Regions from separate parts of the Gossypium hirsutum genome. Here region 1 is linked to region 2. A link is a contact called in public Hi-C data. All regions are on one chromosome and are shown on one strand. The core of a region is the stretch at or near the end of the contact, and the rest is flanking DNA. Distances in the headings are between cores, read along the strand shown. Region 1 holds the start of LOC107900677 (protein PAM68, chloroplastic). Region 2 holds the start of LOC107900688 (glycine-rich protein A3).

Region 1 (2,700 bases), core at 115-2,614, 200 kb before region 2:
AAAAATTATAGATTAAGAGCTTATTTAACTACAAAAATGGGTTGAGGGCTTGTTTATTAAATAAAAAAGTGAGTTGAAGGGGAATAAAAAGAAAATAATAAATAAGGAGGGCTAATAAGACAGTTAGCCACTTTTCAAGTTTAGTGCCGCCACAAGTTCAGGTGTCACCATTTCACTTTCTTTGCTCAAAATGGTAAATTTGCATATCAGGTCCTTAAAACTTTAGATCATTACATTTCAGTCCTATGGCAGGCCCTCCACCAGTTTGGTGCCGCCTGTGGCAGGCCCTCCACCAGGCTGTCATGTTTTTTTTTGTATTATTTTAGTAAATAAAAAAATTAATATTATTTTAGTATTTTTTATTTTTTTTGTAATATTTTTGTAAAAGACCCAATTTTTTATATTATCTATTTAATTGGTTTAAGGAAGCCCCAATATAATTAATTTAGTATAATCTCTAATCATTTTTATTCCAATTTTCTATATAAACTTTTTAAAGATTATTCATTGACTAATTTACGTGCTATATTTTATTTTAATATTTTAAGGCCATGTACAGGTAATTCTATTTACTCTATTATTAAAATTTGGTCATTGTATCTCAACATGAGATATATTTGGTTGTTTCATCAATTATGTCAATTTTTAGTAGTATAAATGGATGTAATTTTTTTATAGGAAAGATCAATTTACTCCTTCATTTAACATGCATTTTTTAAGGGGCGATTGGCAAAATACAATCTGGTTTTTAGTACAAGAACTCTCATGTTACTTTTACTCCTTTTTATTGATTCTAATGATGCATGCAAAGTAATTTTTAGTACAAGAACTCTCATGTTACTTTTACTCCTTTTTATTGATTCTAATGATGCATGCAAAGTAAATAAAAAATTATCTAATTATTTGTCCTAAATGTAAGAATTTCAATGGTTAAATATATTAAAAAATATAATATTATTGGATTGATGTGGTAAAGATATCGAATTGATTTAAAATTTTAAATGTATTATAACTACGATCATATTAATAAATTCAACCATTTAAATTATGAAAGGATGTAAAATTACTGTACTTTTATTTTAACGTAAATGGATCTCTTTTATACAAATATATTGATTTTGTGCGTGAATTTTCTTAATGATGAAATAAAACGTGAAAAAGGATGAAATTGGTTTTTTTAATATTAAAATATCCACATAATTATGTTTTTTTCTTTTTTTTTTTGTAAATTCCTCTTCTGTTTTGTTATTTTTAATTGAACTGGATTTAATTAACTAATCACATCAATTTTAATATTAAAGTCGACGACTTGGACCGAAAATGAATTTAGATACAGAGAATATAATGGTTGGGCTACCCGAGTCGGCCCAGCCCTTATTAGAGATCTTTCGGATCATCTTTGAACCATAACCTTATCGCTTCTTCCTTCGGTCTGGTAAATTGGTGGTAAGAAGAGTTTCTGAATCCGAATGGGGTTTCAGTGAGGGCAATCATACTTGAGTTTCTGAATTCTGCAACAATTTTAACTTAAAAAGGAAAGCTTTTGAGTTCTCATCTGTGGGTGTTCCTTCCAATATCTGGACCAACTCAATAAGCACTCCAAGAAAAGAAAAGAAAAAATTGAAGTAGCTCAAGTGAATGGCAGCTTCGGCACTGTCGTCTTTATCCTACTGCCGTTTCAAGGTATGCATGTTTCCTTTATTATATTCCTTAAGATAGTAATTAATATGATTCATATATATAGAATTTGCAAAATGAAAAATCGAGTTTTGTATGTAAGCTTTGCAGGCAGTTGACCATGGAACCCTCTTCATTGACATCAGCCCAACCCTCAAAATCATCTTCCCCATTCCCAGTTAACCCCCAAAACCAAATCCGACCATTGTACTTACTACCCCTACATGCCACCTTGAATAGCCCAAAAGGCTTTGGATCCCCACCCAAGAAAAACAAAAAGACAAAGAAATCAAAGAGTAGTGGTGATGACAATGAAGAAGAAGAAGAAGAAGAAGAAGAGGAAGAAGAGGAGAATGAAGCAGAGGCAGGGGTGATACCTGAGGTGGTAACAAACAGGATGATAAGCAGAATGGGATTCACAGTTGGGATTCCATTGTTGGTAGGGTTGTTGTTTTTCCCATTCTTTTATTATCTCAAGGTTGGATTGAAAATCGATGTACCAACGTGGGTGCCGTTTATTGTGTCCTTCATCTTCTTCGGGACAGCACTGTTAGGGGTGAGTTATGGGATTGTGTCATCTAGTTGGGATCCGTTGAGAGAAGGGTCAGTCTTGGGATGGAATGAGGCTCAGAAGAACTGGCCTGTTTTTTGGCAATCCATTTGGGGGGGTGGATCACGTAAAAAGTGAAAGAGACATTACATACATGGTTGCGTACTGGTATTTTTGTCTCGAGTTTACTACTAACTCATGTTATGCTATATTATTTAAGTTATGCTTTGCTCTAAATTCAAATGCTTAATGGTTTATAAATTCATTTCACTCAATCCGTTTATGCTAAAGAGATTTGATTGAGGCAAGGCCGGCCTGGCAGTCAAGAGAAGAGATAGCATTAAGCTGCAGTGCTCTGCTCACTCTATATCCCCAGCATTTTTCGCTTAATCACCAATAAAACCAAGGAGGGAAAGGAAAAGGAAAAGCCAGGGAAATTTTGAAAACCTTTCTTTTATTTGGTTATTAATCCA
Region 2 (2,700 bases), core at 132-2,631:
TATTGAATATGAGTTGGTTTCATTAAGTATAATTTGAAAACATAAAATAAAATTTTAAATTTTATAAGGAGATTAAATTAATTAATTAATTAATTCAATATTATAGTAACAAATTGGCTATAGGGATAAAAAAAATTCCATAATTTATTTAATTGATTTTGATGTTTTAGAATTTAAAATTTCAATATTGGAAAAAAATTAAAGCTTTCGGTAAAGGGATAAATAAGTACAATTTGACAATTCTTTAGTGCATTATTCTAGTTTCTATTGCTTTTTTTACTTTAATCCTTAGGTTTTTTACCCCGACCAATCATTTAGAAAGGATATTTTTAAGTAACCAAAATGAAAATGTAAACATGATAGCACGAATACAATCAACCATTATTAGAGATTTGATGTTTAAATGACTAAAATGTGAACATTTTAAAAATTAGGTGATAAAATTGCAAAAAAAAATATTTTGACCTTTAATTAGATAGTGGTGGATAACCAACAGATGGGACATGGTGCACCTGCCAAAATGATCTACCCCCTACATTACATGTACCTCAACATGTTTAACTATTATACAATTTCAAATAGATATTCTTTAATGACATAGATGGTATGAAATTTTAATAAATAAATAGAACTATTCGTAAATCAATCAAGTTATCTACCCAACTTGAAATGAAATTAATGAAAAAATGTTTTATTTTTTATTTAAACTTAGAATATCTTTCATAGCTTTAAAAGTTTTTGTATGTCAAAAACGAATAAAATGGTTATTCTTGGTAACCATTAAAAAGTTATTAACTTTAGGAGAATAATTATATTTAATGAGATTTCATGTCTAAAATTTGATATGATCAACAATCAAATTTCATATCTATTCACCTATTAAATAAAATTATTTGAGTTTTTAAGCTATAATCAATAGAGAGAACATACTATATTATAAACTAATATCGCATTACTTAAAGATATATATGTTTAACATTTTACTTATTTTCCAAATGTATGGGAATTTCTTTTTATTAAGTTTTAACTCGATTGGTATTGACATTATTGTAATGTAGAAGTATATGGGTTCAAGTATGCTGAAGGGTATTATCCTCCTATTTATGAGTTGAGGAGAGGCTATGAGTAGTTGTAGATATTGGGTCAAAAAGAGCAGATATGGTCAGAACTTATAATAAAATTATTCAAAACAAAAACAAAAAATGTACAAGGATCAAAATCTAAAGGGCACTATAGAATAAGGAGCTGTAGAGAAAATTTACCAATGAAATACACGCAAAGAAGAAAAGGTTCCATGACTTTGGGGCTAAGGTAAAAATGGAGGTTGTAGTCCACGTGTCGTTGTCATTTAACATTAGCTAGCCGCGTCGTTTACGCGTTAGAGCAACGCGTGGAATCTCTCCTTTGTTAATTTCAAAGTGAAAATATAAATATGCTAAAATATCTCCTCCCAAAACTTCCATTCCGATATCAATCTGACTTTCTCTGTAACCTTAGGTACACACATCTCTCTTCTTTTCTCTGCCTAATTTATGTTTATTTTATCTTTTTTCTTTTTTCGAAATTTTATCTCTTAGTAATAGGTAATCTGTTCTATGATCCTTTGTGTTATAGTCTTCGAAATTCCATTAAAAAAAAAAGAAAAGAAAAGGCGTTGACTGTTTTTTAGGATCTCAATTTTTTTTCTCTAAGTTCATGTTCTAGTTGTTGATTCATTGTTATGGGAATTTTGTTGATTTTTTGTTTTTGGTAATTTTCATACTTTATCAGTGTTCGTGATTTGTTTCCTTGCTGGAATCATTTACAGATGCTTGTTATCATGTTGTGCCTTTTTTATCATTATTATTTTGATCTACGTTTATATGTGATCAATTCATTTATGCATTTTTTTTTTCAGTTTGTTCCACAGAAGTGATTATTGGTTGAGAAAACATGGGGAAGGACAAGCATAAGCCTGATGATAAGGGTCTGTTTTCACATCTTGCTCATGGTGGTCATGGACACCCTCCTGGCGGATATCCACCGGCTGGAGCGTACCCCCCTCAAGGCTATCCACCAGCTGGCTACCCTCCTCAAGGAGGATACCCCCCTCACGGCTATCCACCATCTGGCTATCCTGGTGCATCCCATTCAGGTAAAACTTCCTACATAATCATAAGGCGGTCCAAGTTTGTTGTCATGTTAAATGTGAGATGCCAATAATTAATTACCCTTTTTGTGTGTGTGTGTGCAGGGCACAGTGGCATGGGAGCGCTGCTTGCAGGTGGTGCAGCAGCTGCCGCAGCTGCTATGGGGGCTCACCACGTGTCTCATGGTGCTCATGGTGCTCATGGTGCTTATGGTGCTCATGGTGCTTATGGTGCTCATGGGTTTGGTCATGGTCATCATGGGAAGTTCAAACATCATGGTGGTGGGAAGTTTAAGCATCATGGGGGGAAATTCAAGCACGGGAAGCATGGGAAATTTAAGCACGGAAAGCATGGAGGCGGCAAATTCAGGAAGTGGAAGTGATGTTACTGCCCGCAAAAGCATGGAGAATTGGGAGTCAAAACTGATAGTGTCGAATGAATGAATGTAATAATAATTTGACTTCAACTGCTTTGTATTGAATAATCACAGACTTGTTTTTCTTTCTTTTTAATTGTTGACATATAACAATAACAACATTTGATTCAACGATCTGATATATGCATTACGACT

Evidence for each region. Hi-C and Micro-C count contacts between places; a contact is called where the count stands out from the background.
Region 1: a contact with region 2 is called in a Hi-C map of hypocotyl, with 2.6 times the contacts expected there. The contact joins the promoter of LOC107900677 here to the promoter of LOC107900688 in region 2. A contact is called at or near these places in 2 of 34 Hi-C or Micro-C datasets (hypocotyl and leaf).

Annotation. Positions count from the first base shown.
Region 1 is chrD08:55,148,783-55,151,482 of Gossypium_hirsutum_v2.1, reverse strand. LOC107900677 (protein PAM68, chloroplastic) reads left to right here and starts at 1,364. Exons shown (of 2, transcript XM_016826350.2): 1 at 1,364-1,683; 2 at 1,781-2,502. The coding sequence starts at 1,639. The coding sequence ends at 2,365.
Region 2 is chrD08:54,949,995-54,952,694 of Gossypium_hirsutum_v2.1, reverse strand. LOC107900688 (glycine-rich protein A3) reads left to right here and starts at 1,381. Exons shown (of 3, transcript XM_016826371.2): 1 at 1,381-1,497; 2 at 1,898-2,134; 3 at 2,234-2,634. The coding sequence starts at 1,933. The coding sequence ends at 2,511.